3 separate regions of the Zea mays genome follow, and regions 2 and 3 are each linked to region 1. The links are chromatin contacts, called in public Hi-C maps. All regions are on one chromosome and are shown on one strand. The core of a region is the stretch at or near the end of the contact, and the rest is flanking DNA. Distances in the headings are between cores, read along the strand shown. Region 1 holds the start of LOC103635349 (protein SUPPRESSOR OF PHYA-105 1). Region 2 holds the start of LOC100275692. Region 3 holds the start of LOC103637015 (probable protein phosphatase 2C 12).

Region 1 (4,440 bases), core at 1,226-3,725:
ATAAGGTGCATGTGTCATGCAAATATGCTGCATAGTGAAGTGCTTTCAGCATTCCAAAAGCTGATGCACCAAAAAAACAGAATGCCTATCATATTCTTTCATTGGCAATGGAGATCATTGTGAAAGGACCATAAATATCTCAAAATTAATGTGATTATCTGTGTCATTTTTTATTTTCCTGATATGTTAATCTTTCGTGTTTAAAATGTGGTGGGACGTGGGAAACACCATGTTATGCTTATGCATGTCAGAAGTCCAACAGCTCAGAGATTTTAGGTAAACCACTTGAATTTGCTAGTAAATGATAGTAATATACCACCCCGCAAAACTACAAATTGCAATTGCACAATGTCACATCACTTCTACAAAATCCAATTATGGATACTGCTGCAAAAAAATGGCACTTAAGTACTGGATATACCTCAAATAGAAGAACCCCAAGGCTATAGATGTTTGATGGGGGTGTGCCTTTAAATTGACTGAGCTCCTCTGGGCTTTTGTACCAGCTTTCCTCAATATTCCTCAATTCAAATGCTGGTTGTTGGGTTCCAGAACTAGATACATGCTGAGCACTGGACATATTGCTGCCATATGATTCGACGAACTTAAAATGTTCTCTGGTAGTGTAACTAAAATTTTCTTGCCTTGAAATACCTGGATCGTTATCTTCAATTTGATTGTCGCGTATTTTGTCAGTCAAAAATGTATTTGCCAGCCGCCTGACAGCAACTAAGCCTTGCTCACCAACCTTTTGATGCTTCAGCATCAAATTTCCATGGCCATTAGAGTCTTGGTAATCAATTCTATGGCCAAAAGCTCTTTTTCTACTCACAAGATCTTCTCTAGCAAACTCTTGTTTGATTGATGTTGGCAAATCTTGTGTGGTATAAGAACCGATATATTTAACTTGATTTGAAGATAGGATCGTAAAATATGATGGTCGCAAATGTTGTAAAGTAAAACCCTGTGCATGACAGTTATCCACAAGATCAAGGATCTGCTTAAACAAATGCAATTTCTCAAACTTGGACATCGTTTGCCGCCCAGGCTTAATCAGTTCCCTCAGGCTAGTTCCCTCAGAGTGGGATTTTGAAACATCTCCACTAGTACTGAAAAGCATGTCCACTCTGGCCACAGAATCATGAATTGAGGTAGGAATTGTCGGGATCTTGTCCAGAGGGTCTCTGGGTCTTGCATTAGCTTGCACTCGGATCTCCTCCCGTGCACGTTGGTATGCAACCCCTTTACCTTTTGATTTGCTTTTAAGCGGTGACCCTAGAACCCCAGATGGGGGTGCCACAGTCTTACTTCTCATCTGATCAAGAATCCTATTCGAGAAGCTGCTTACTTTAAGAGCGTTGTCCTGATTAGACCAAGGGGACAAGAGAATCTGCTGGCTGTGAAATGGCGTCTTGAACTCATTATTCACATATCCGACACGACTCGTAGGTGCCTCATTGCCAGACACATCGTTGTTCCTTGAGATGATATTGTTGGCAAGGCTCGTCGCCAGATTTTCCCTGCTAGAAGCATCACCAGCCCTCGAGCTTGCAATGTCGCCATAGCTCAGTGCGGCGTTTTCCCTGCTGGCCAAATAGCTGGTTCTCCGGGCCATCCGTGTGAAGTTACCCCACAGGCCCTTAATAACAGCAGGCCTATCCCCACCGCTCGTGCTCCCACCAGCAGAGGCTTCGGGCTGGGCAGCATCAGCGCTAATGCAGTTCTTCAATGTGAGCTCCTCCACCCTCTCTTCCGCGCCGTGGTCCACGCCGCGCTGCGTCACGCTGTCCGGCCTGGACTCGGAGTTGGACAGGCCGACGCTGGCGAGGCCCCTCGCGCCGTCCGAGCTGCCCGCGAACCCGCCCGGCGAGGTGAAGAAGGAGAAGTGCTCGGACCAGTCCATGTCCCGCGGAAGCGGCGTGGCCGGCATCTCCAGCGCCTCGCTGCCGGACGGCAGCGGCGGCGGCTGCTGCGCCGCCGCCGCGGGCTGCCCACTCTCCTTGGCGCCCTTGATCTGCACATCCTCGCCGCCGCCGCCCACCTCCGCCGCCGCCGCCCCTTCCATCGCACCAAACCTACCCTGCGCAAACCGCGCGGCGCCCGCGCAATAAGGTCACGGCGCACGGGCCCAGTCGCGCAAAAGCCGAAAACCAGCCCAGGACCGATTCAGTTCAGCGGCGGGGAGTCATGCGCTCGTACCTCGCGGCGGGCGCGCGCGCGCGGGCGCAGCAGGCCAGCAGAAGCGAGCCGCCCGCGCGGCGCATCCTCGCGCGCAGCGCCGCCACGAGCCCCCCCTCCCGCGACCGATTGGCTGCGGTTCCGGGGCGCGGGTCAGGATGATTCGCCCGATCCAAAGGGCGACACTCGCCGCGGCGAGCAGCGGCACGGGAATTTCCCGAAACGGAAAGTCGACTAGGCTCTCTCTCTCTCTCTCTCTCTCTCTCTCTCTCTCTCTCTCTCTCTCTCTCTCTCTCTCTCTCTCTCTCTCTCTCTCTCTCTCTCTCTCTCTCTCTCTCTCTCTCTCTCTCTCTCTCTCTCTCTCTCTCTCTCTCTCTCTCTCTCTCTCTCTCTCTCTCTCTCTCTCTCTCTCTCTCTCTCTCTCTCTCTCTCTCTCTCTCTCTCTCTCTCTCTCTCTCTCTCTCTCTCTCTCTCTCTCTCTCTCTCTCTCTCTCTCTCTCTCTCTCTCTCTCTCTCTCTCTCTCTCTCTCTCTCTCTCTCTCTCTCTCTCTCTCTCTCTCTCTCTCTCTCTCTCTCTCTCTCTCTCTCTCTCTCTCTCTCTCTCTCTCTCTCTCTCTCTCTCTCTCTCTCTCTCTCTCTCTCTCTCTCTCTCTCTCTCTCTCTCTCTCTCTCTCTCTCTCTCTCTCTCTCTCTCTCTCTCTCTCTCTCTCTCTCTCTCTCTCTCTCTCTCTCTCTCTCTCTCTCTCTCTCTCTCTCTCTCTCTCTCTCTCTCTCTCTCTCTCTCTCTCTCTCTCTCTCTCTCTCTCTCTCTCTCTCTCTCTCTCTCTCTCTCTCTCTCTCTCTCTCTCTCTCTCTCTCTCTCTCTCTCTCTCTCTCTCTCTCTCTCTCTCTCTCTCTCCGTCCGACCCGCCTCTGCGCTACCCCTTGCGAGTTGCGACTTGCGGGCGAGCGTGGCGTGCTGGATGGAAGGGAAGGGAGGGAAGCGGTGGAAGGAAGGGCGAGGAGGAAGTCGAGTAGTCGGCTCGGCAGTCGCTCATGGGTGGGGAAACGAGCTCTGCTTTTTGCTTTCTTTCGCGCGTGGCAGCCTGTTGCAACCCTGGCCGCTTGTTTCGGCCAGGAATCCTGTAGCTCGGTGCGGGTTCTGTGTCTGTGGTGCCGGGGCAACCAGCCACCACCCACTCGTGGAAAGGCAATATATAATCCGTTTAACTTTTTAAAATTAAGTTTGATACGAAAATTAAAAATTGAAAGCTATATTTAAAATATATAGTAGGCTAGACGATATCACTAACAAAATTAATAATAGTACTAAAATGGAAATTTCAAAATCATACTTAAAGTATATCATATGTTTCGGCCAGGAATCCTGTAGCTCGGTGCGGGTTCTGTGTCTGTGGTGCCGGGGCAACCAGCCACCACCCACTCGTGGAAAGGCAATATATAATCTGTTTAACTTTTTAAAATTAAGTTTGATACGAAAATTAAAAATTGAAAGCTATATTTAAAATATATAGTAGGCTAGACGATATCACTAACAAAATTAATAATAGTACTAAAATGGAAATTTCAAAATCATACTTAAAGTATATCATATGTTGAACGATAAACGTGAATATCATCATAGCCTTTTAGTCCAAATAAGTTGTGGTAGACTAGAATTAAAACACAACAAGATATCACTAAAATGAGAAAGAGAGAAAGGCGAGAGGAAAAGTTTTGAGAGCACTAAAAGAAAAATAGCCTAATTATGGTTCGGATACGTGGATAACTTCTTTCCAATTATTTCTAACCAAACACTGTTGTAATATTAGAGAAACAAGTGACATGCTTCCTTTATATTTAAATAAATTAAATATTCTAATTCCGAATAAAACAAGCATATAACTCGGATAAATGCCATATGTAATTATTGCAGCAATGAATAGTAGCAATTCTAGAACATGTAAACATGTAAAATAGCTGCTCATGTCCATTTCATAATTAAACATGGCTTGCAGATGAAGAAGGCAGATTAAACAAATAAACATGATTGTTTATCTTAAAATATTGCTCTCAAAATAGCTGGTTGCTGTAATAAACAGCCCTCCAACGCTAAAAGGTGAAAAGAGATCCTCGACTAACGTGACAGTCCTATCTTACCAAATCAGGGTTTTAGATCTGATGTAATAAGCCTAATAATCAAGTATAAATGCTGATAGTAAGGAGCTGTGTACTAAATAAAATAACTGAATTTAACATAGGTTAACAGCCTCAACAAAGAGA
Region 2 (4,440 bases), core at 796-3,295, 220 kb before region 1:
ATAGTTAGAGGAAGCATTGACTGACCACCGGTGAAGCTAGACAATAAAGTTATTAGGTCACATTTACTAATCATCATCTAAATACACTAGATAACAATATATTTGTGTAGTATTTCCAAATTTTATAGGGGTCAGCTGAACCCAACAAAAACCCTTGGCTTCGCCCCTGCCCCGACCTGGACCGTGTCGGCTTGCCCACCCACGTCCCACACCAAGCTATCGGGTGCATCTCTCCGCCATGCACCAGGTCAAAACTGCCCCCACGTGTAAGTCAAACTCCCGATCCAACAACCAATCTCCAGCACGGGACGCAAGCAATAAATTAAGGTTTTGTTTTTTTTGTGTAAATATTTCACAGAAATAGCATAAAAAACCCGCCCAGCCACTGGACCGCGTGCACATGCGCAGGCGCATGCATACATATTCTATTTTTATGGTAGATCCCATAATTATGGCAAATCGTGAGAGTTTTCATTGCATGCACGCACAAATTGGATGACTCCATAAATAAAGGATCACTAGAACAATCATGCAACTAGGCTCGTTAGAAGCAGTTTGTGATAATTGCTAATATTAATTATGTTATACGGTATATGTATTTATACAATTCGGTACACTACGTAAAAATCTGTTTCCTACTACATGTGCATAAATTTAGGATGACAGTAACGTGTGATGAATGGAAATTGATAAGCATGCATGGAAATAATAAAATATTAATTTTAAATGTTATATTTCCTACATAAATATAAGATTGGTCTAACAACCATGCAGCTATGCTCGTTACAACCAGTTTATGATATATACTGATACTAATTATGCTACACTGTATTGATAATTATGCAATACGGAACGCTGCATAAAAATTGCAATGTGGTAAACGGGTAGACATATCTCTAGATTCGAGCGTAAAAACCTTAAGTTTTGAACGTAAAACCCCTCAACTATGAGCATAATTACTGAGCCATGTGAGAGAGGTTGATAACTCTGGTGCGTTATATTCACGATCCTATTTTTAGTGGATCCAAAAATTATAGGAGTCGAATGCATGCAGTTTCTATTTTTATACAAATCCAAAAATTATGGCAGATCGTGAGAGTTTCCATTGCATGCGCATAAATTTTAGATGATATTTTCGTTTCCATTACACACATGAAAAAAAAGATGACATAATTAATGCAGAGCATAAATTCTTATATAAAGTCGCATAAATACATATAACATGTAGTATAATTGATAAGAAAATATAATATCGATTCAACTAGGAGCCTCCGCGGGAATTATGGACAATTTTATGGTAGACGTAAAAATGGTATTCATCGTCGTAAAAATCATCACTGGAATGTATAAATAGTATAAATAAAAGACATAAAACATAATCATCGATGACATAAACATGGATCGGATAGTTCGTTGCCGCGCCGTAGGACAATCACGATGCCGCTAGATCAAAGGACGTGGCCGAAGCCACCAGATCGAAGGACGCCAGAGCCACCCACGCCTCGCGTGGCTGCCATCGCTAGAGACGACCGCACCTTGCGCGTCCGCCGGAGCGATCCACGTCTTCCATGGCCACCACTAGGATTGTCGAAGTCTATCGCACAACCGCCATCGCCACTGGGCCTAGGGCGCGCCGCCGGTCGCCCGTCTCGGGGCGGCACCGCTGCTGGCCTCGGGATCGCCGCCGCTCACGTCCGAGGGAACCGTCTCCATCGCTCGCACGCCCGAGGGAACCGTCACCGCCCCTAAAATCTAATCTCTGGCGGTCTGAGTTGTTTTTATAGCCGCTCACCTGATTCGGCTGAACCGGATGGCACGGTTGGGCCAATATTTTCATTAGTTATTGTAAGCCCGGGCTTATAATATACTATATGTCGCGCGCAGTAACTCTACATGGCACTCCAGTTAAGTAACGTTAGGAAGAGACGTCAGTATCTCGCTTCAAAACCTGATCCAAAACGACCCCGGTTCCCTATAACCACTGTCAGGCCATCGGCGAGAAGGATAACGTACGTAACGCACGCGCACACACCTAAATTAAGGTTGTCCGATGCCGCGACCAGCGATTCAGCGGCCTGGATTATGCGTGCCATCAGCCGATGGCATCCGGCGCCTCGACGCGATCGAGCGCCATGCCGCCATCCGCCGCGTATAAAAACAAGCCCCGGCCGGCGCCGAGGAGCGTCCCAGCCACCGCACCCTCACGACTATGCATGGGGACCAAACGCTGCTGCGTCGTCGGCGTCCGAGCACGGGGACCGGACGCGAGCAGTAGCGACGACATGCGGGAGCCCAGGAGCGCTACGATGTTGGACGACGGCGACGACGACTTCACCTTCGCCGCCGCCCATCCGCCTCCCCGTCTACTACCTGCAGGCGCCGGCGGCGGATTCGTGGGGCCGCCGCTGCTGTACCCAGTCTTCGGGCGCCCGAGGTCCCCGCCGCGGGTTGCTGATCCAGCGGAGCCGGAGCCGGAGCCGGACACGGCCACCGCGCGGGTGCCGCTAGGACGGCATCTGGCGGTGGACAGGAGGAGGGATCCGGCACCGGCACCGCTGCCAGCTCCCGCGGACGACGACGACGACTCGGTGCCGGCGGAGACGTTCTGCCCGTGGTCGCCCGGGTGGTCGGCGGCGGCGGCGTCGCCGGCGCGGTGCAAGAAGAGCGGCTCCACGGGGTCCGTGCTCCGGTGGCGGCCCCGGCTCGCCGTCGGGCGGAGCCAGAGCGACGGCAAGGAGAAGTTCGTCTTCTTGAGTGCCGGCGGTGGCTCTTCTGGGCGCCGGAGCCAGAATGGGCGAGGCGTCGCCGCGCCCGGAGGTGGTGCCACTGCCGGTGCCCCCCACGCCTGGAGCTGCTACGTCAACGACAATAAGTCCGGTGGCGGCGCGCGCCGCAGGTCGTTCCTGCCGTACAAGCGGGACCTCGTCGGGCTGTTCGCCAACGCCGCCGTGTTCCGCCGGAGCTACCTCCCGTTCTGATATGATATATGCACTATTGTACTGTACACCCAGAGGTAATGGTTTGACCATCATCAGTTTACTGGCGTACTGCAGTGGGCTCGATGGCAGCTTATACTTGTCATAGCCGGTCAGCCGTGCAGTCCATCCATTACCCAGCACATTTCCCTCCTAGGTTTTGCTTCATGCATGTTTTGCTTGTAGAGGAAGGTGTGGTACATGCATATGTGTGTATATACATTTGGATTATGCATGCCAGTAGGCTGTTCAGAAGGAATGGAAAAGGCCGTGTCAGACAATGCTCTTGGACTTGTTTGTTTTGATTGATCCGAGTTGGTAGCTAGCTGCTAGCGTAGCGATGCTCTCTACCTGTCTGCTCCATGACTACATACATACTCGTCGTGTGTCCTAGCTTGACCTGCTGTTAGTTGCCTGACGACGTATTGCAGTACGAAAATCTCAGAGGTGACTAGACTGCTTAACCACCACTGAGAAAAATGGCGCATAAATAGCCGACGGCGCCCCAACTTATAAGCGACTCTATCCGGTCTCAGTTTCCTCGGCATACTACTCTCTTTGTTTTTTTTTTTAATATGAAGCTAGTTGGAGTCGTTTTCCATGGTGGCCCGTGCAGCGTGCTACACCAAACAAGCAATTAACCCTCGTTGGTCGCTCATGTCGCAAGCTGGTTAGCCGGCGATGCCGATGAGTCGATCGTCTCCGGCCGGCCGTCCCTCGATCGGTGGCCTCAGCTACGCTACGCAGGCGGCGGCCGAGGTCGACCGAACGAAGCAGTCAAGCAGCGCTCGGACTAGGACGTAGCTAGCGCTAGCAGTAGCCGCTGACGAGAGCGAGGGATCCGAATGCGTGGCTCTCAAACGCCGCCATTAATCTAGTGGTGGCCCGGGGGACGGCCACGGCCGGCGGCGTGATTAGGAAGCCGAAGCCTGCAGCTACAGCAGTGTGGTGGCTATCGAAGGCTACAAGCCCGGCCGCCGGACGTTAATGCCAGACGCGGACCCGTCACGCGACCCAAAAACGATGGCGCGCGCGCGAGCCTGTGCCTGTCTGTCCTAGACGGCCTCCTACCTGTGTGCAGTGTTCTTGATCAGATCAGTTGCAGGTTTGCTCCTCTGTTCGTCGCGGCACGCAGCCTCGGAGTAGAGGCTCTGGGTCGGTGGATGGAAACCGCCTGCCGAGTGCCGAACGAGAGAGAGATGCATGGGTCGATATGTGTAGCGAAGAAGACAAGATCGAGCTGCGGAACTTTGGCAGACGCGATGGATGGTCATCTGATGGGTGGCCAATAGAAATGTGGTGCTAAAGTTTAATACTTGTACCCAAACAGCTCTGTCAAGTGCTAAAGTTTAGCAAAAATTTAGCAGTTATTAAGTGCATTTTTCTTAACTTAGGGAGCACAACATGGCGTAGAAAATCAAAGAAACACCGCGTGCACGTTCTCCGTACTCGTACTCGCTGCTTT
Region 3 (4,440 bases), core at 567-3,066, 210 kb after region 1:
TCTATGCCGCCAATTAGATAGATGGAATGGGCTATGTATGCTATCTATGCAACCATACATGTATGTACACGTGTCCGGCAACAGAATTAGCTTCGGACTAGACTAGAGTATAGTCTTCAACTACTATCAACAGCTCGGTGTACTGTTCCGCCCTGTCCATGCAGAGTTGCAAACCATGGAATCCCAGTGGAAAAAAAACGTTGTGCCCAGGCTATCTGAATGAATCTAATGATAGGAGCCAAGATTCAGACCAAGCAATCACGTTGAAGCACTCAGAATCCCAGTGAACCCAAGTCGTAGTACCATACTACCATTGCCTGTTGCAAGCTGCACACTGCAACTACACAGAACTGCAGTAGATACATCATCCTCTTTTATATATCAGCATTAATATATGCACACAGTACATTTCCCCAGATTTCTTTATACCCAAAAACATCATTACTAGCTAGTTGAGCAGAAGAAGAAACACATGCTCACCCCTAATTACCGAATGCGCCGTCAGGGTTCAGAGGGGTAGGTACTGACAGACCTTTTATCTTTTACGTCTTGAGAAGCTTCAGAGACTGCTGAGTTTATGATCCAAATCTCTACTAATCCTTAAGACGATACTGTAGACTAGGCACAACCATGCCCCCGTCTCCATCCCCACCGTCCGATTGCGATGCCATCCTCGCTCGCGCCTAGCGCCGGATCCGCCCCCGCATGCCTCATCTGCCATCCATCCTCGCACCCCCGCAAGCCTCGCTCCCGCTCCCGCCCCAGCATGCCTCGCTCCCGCCCCCGCCTCCATCCCTGCCATGCGCGCAGCCGCCTCCGTCCAACAACCATGCGGGATCCTCGCTCGCGCCTAGCGCCCGTCGTCCAACAGGGATCCGATCCCGCATGTTCAATCCAGTGATGGATCAGGAGGACTCACGAGGCACGTTGGGCTTCTGGTCGATGGTGAGCTGCACGGCCTTCAGGTAGCACGTCTCCGACACGGTCGCCAGCACGGCCCTGGAGTCACCGAGGTTGGCGACGATGAGGTCCTCCCCCTGCTTGGTGGCGCACACGGACATGGTGCCGCTGAAGTCACAGTCCACCCTGGCTTGGACCCCGAGCTCCCTGTCCATGGTCTCGAACGCGTTGGCGCAGGCCTCCCGCCACACCTCCAGCATCTGCGCCGGCGCCAGCGACGACCGCCCGCTGCGGCTGCCGTCCGTGGACGACAACGCCGTGGGCGACGCGTCGCTGAAGGCCGGGCCGTCCCTGTCGCCGTCGCCGTCGGAGCCTAGGAGCAGCGCGTTCCGCTGGCTCAGGATCATGAAGGGGAGGTGGTCCCTCGCCAGCTTGCTGACCAGCTGCCCGCAGCGGCCGTGCCCGTCGAACACGCCGTCCTCCATGCCGAATCCCTGGAGACGACAGATGAATCAGGATCCAGGATGCTAGCCACCGACGGTCCGTACGACGTCGACAAATTAAAACTCTTGGGTTGTTTCGCCGTCGTAGCAAACCCCAACAAAAAAACGGCGAGGAAATCCGAAACAGGAATCATCGCGATCTTTCCACCCCAACTGTACGGTGAATTGGTTGTGGCTGCTGTCTATTTACTCCCACTGTAGTACGGTGAATTGGTTGTGGTTGATGTGTATTTATCCAACCGTACGGTGAATTGGTGGTGGGTGGCTGCTGTGATTTTTTTCGTACTGGTAATTGGTAGGACAGTTCCTAGAATTTCTTGACCTCCCAGTTCAGCCCCAGGTCAAGCGCCTGGGCAAGGACCGCGGCGTTACCCCCGCGAGGAAGAAAGACCAGCAGAGAAATCTCTGTACCATCGATGCAAGGAAAAATGAAGTACAGTTGGTGGAGTAAATTTTTTTGAAGGGATTAAATATTTTTTTAACCCGAACAAACAAATCTCTGTACCGTGGAGGGTCGCAATTTGTGTTCCGTGGCATCACACGGGCATGTTCCTATCTTGAAGAAGACGGCTAAATTGGCGAGCCAAGCTAAGTAGTCAGAAACGGAACATTAATGGCACTGTCTTTTAATGGCACTGGCATAATGCTCCGCTAGACAGCTAAGTAGTCAGAAACGGAACATCACTAAACTCAAGAGGGCTGTGCACAGGAACTACAGTTACAGCATCTAAAAAATTCAAAATGTCAGACGACTTGCGAGGGAGGGTCACTGTGACCTTGGAACGAAATGTCCGTAAACTCTAATCATCATTCAACTAATTCAGTTTCAGATTGCTTCCTTCTGTAGAACTTCAGAGCTAGCTATGCGTCTCTCTGTTGTTAAAGCTGCATAGAAAATCTCTTATGCGCGACTTCTCCCAGCCTCGCCATCTAATTGGCCACAAAGCAAACACTGTTCCCAATAATGAAAAGGTCGATAACATTGGTTTCCATTAGTACGTTTTCAGACTACTGGCATTTTTTATCTGTAACCTCAGGAATAAGAAAGTTAAAGGTTAGTCTGCTGATTGCCCCAATACTCACTGTTTATTCGCTTGAATTGGTGCAGGCTGCTGGTATTTTTATCATGTTGTAACCTCAAGAACAAGAAAAAAGGTTCCAGATTGGTCCTCTGCAGAATCCTAATACTCACTGTTTATTGCTTTCAATTGGTCCATATGTAACACTACTGGTATCTTTATTTTGTTACTGAGGTTTGTATGAATGCATGTCTTTCACTAAAAAAGTTGAAGCTAAGCAACAATAGCAGCACCTGATCTTAAATATTTTGCTTTGGGGTCTGCAAACCTTTCTAAAAGAGGTATACTGGAGCAAAAGCCCATGTGATCATATATGAGCAAGCCACTGAGATGTTCAGTTGCTTTTAAATTATCTATTCCACCTAGTATTCAACCACTAATCTGAAAGGCCCTGTTTGTTTCCTTACTAGATCATATAAGTTCGATTATGGGAAAGTAAAATATTATTTTTTGGATCACAGATAAGCTGAAATAAGCTACCAAACGCTAGCTTATTTCAACTTATGGTTCCAAAGTAATATTGTACCTTCTTTACCCTTTCACCATAATTCAACTTATATAATTTAGTAGTGAAACATATACACACTAACATCTTCACAATGATCTAACCGTCGAACGGTAGAAGTGGAGCTTAGCAAATGTACCTGATAGACACATAATTGCCCTCACAGTCACAGTTTCATATAACTTCTCTGAATCGTGCACACAAAAGGCCTGTGCATTAGACTTTAATGTACGTTTATGTAGACAAGCTAAGTACTGATATACTAAAATCGCAACCTTGTATGTTGGAGTGCACTTGTCAGAATAATAGATCCAAGTTATAAGCACATTACTACTACAATACTACACAGTAGTTACTAGTGATCTACCGATGGCAATCGGCAAAAGCACAACTTGTGCATTACCATCTCATTTGCATGGCAGGTGCAGCCAAGGTATGAGGAATTACTACACAACACTACATTGATTTGGCCAAACGCTGGCATGCGAAACTAGAGTAGGGACGGGGGGATCGGAGAAGTAACGCGTACTGGTGGCGCCGACGAAGGCTAGGAGGAAGAATGAAACCGAAAGAGCGTGAGCCCGGGCGCGGTCTTGGACCTGGTCATGAAGTAGAGGAAGCCGAGGTAGGGGAAGAGCGAAACGGCGAAGAACTGAGAGGCCACGCTCTGGGAGTCCATTGTCGGCGCCCACGGCTCCACGTGCAACAGCCCGCACCGCACCACCGCCGCGCTCCTTGGCGCCCATCGCCTCGTGCTGCGGCGGGTGCGCCCTATGCCATAGCCTTTGCTAACGGTCGCTGCGGGTAACCGCCGTGCGCAAGGGCACGGCACGGCTGGGCGGCGCGGCGCAGGTGGTCTGCCGGGTTTAGGTGGCTCCCATTGCTCTCGACATAATTGCATATTTGGACTCTAAATATTGCGCTTCTCACAAATGTCATTCGAAAGATTTTCTTCGTAAAAAGGACTATAAATATATTCTAATTAATTATACTACCATTTAACGTGTATTGTTCCTTTTTATAATTTGTTTTCATGTATTTAACATCTAAAAGTCAAAATTGCCCCTACCTGTCCCTAGGTTCCTACTTTCCCTCGTTCAGCTTAGCGCTCCCTTGTTTAGTTTGACCTCTGCAACACCGTGCAAGAGAGCGATGTTAAGTTCTAGTAATTCGTTTGGTATTTTCTTTATTGAGCATGTGTTGGTCATTGGATTCGAACAGCTCGACAGCGAACAACTCACCTGTACGCGAATAGCTCGACACTTACAGTAGCATGAACATCATAGAGGACAACAACAATATCAAAATAAATGGATTCATCTCATAAATATTAAATAGCCACAAATAATAAATAATCATAACAATATCATGATTCACATCTCAGCACAAAGAGGTCATGAGTTTACATCAGAAAGGTTCACATCTCAGCAAAATAAAGACTTCACAAATCATT

What was found. A called contact is a pair of places that touch in the nucleus more often than the background predicts.
Region 2: a contact with region 1 is called in a Hi-C map of leaf, with 5 times the contacts expected there. The contact joins the promoter of LOC100275692 here to the promoter of LOC103635349 in region 1. A contact is called at or near these places in 6 of 25 Hi-C or Micro-C datasets (bundle sheath, ear, leaf and 1 more).
Region 3: a Hi-C map of leaf shows a contact between it and region 1, with 7 times the contacts expected there. The contact joins the promoter of LOC103637015 here to the promoter of LOC103635349 in region 1. A contact is called at or near these places in 7 of 25 Hi-C or Micro-C datasets (bundle sheath, ear, leaf and 1 more).

What each region holds. Positions count from the first base shown.
Region 1 is chr8:73,510,982-73,515,421 of Zm-B73-REFERENCE-NAM-5.0, forward strand. It overlaps LOC103635349 (protein SUPPRESSOR OF PHYA-105 1), which reads right to left and starts at 2,476. Exons shown (of 7, transcript XM_008657827.3): 1 at 422-2,476. The coding sequence starts at 2,065.
Region 2 is chr8:73,293,012-73,297,451 of Zm-B73-REFERENCE-NAM-5.0, forward strand. It overlaps LOC100275692, which reads left to right and starts at 2,046. Exons shown (of 1, transcript NM_001149718.2): 1 at 2,046-3,215. The coding sequence starts at 2,100. The coding sequence ends at 2,978.
Region 3 is chr8:73,726,526-73,730,965 of Zm-B73-REFERENCE-NAM-5.0, forward strand. LOC103637015 (probable protein phosphatase 2C 12) reads right to left here and starts at 1,817. Exons shown (of 4, transcript XM_008659294.2): 1 at 1,781-1,817; 2 at 1,737-1,778; 3 at 1,597-1,734; 4 at 906-1,396. The coding sequence starts at 1,817. The coding sequence ends at 906. It overlaps LOC103635353 (probable WRKY transcription factor 41), which reads left to right. Exons shown (of 3, transcript XM_008657829.3): 3 at 1-258. The coding sequence ends at 17.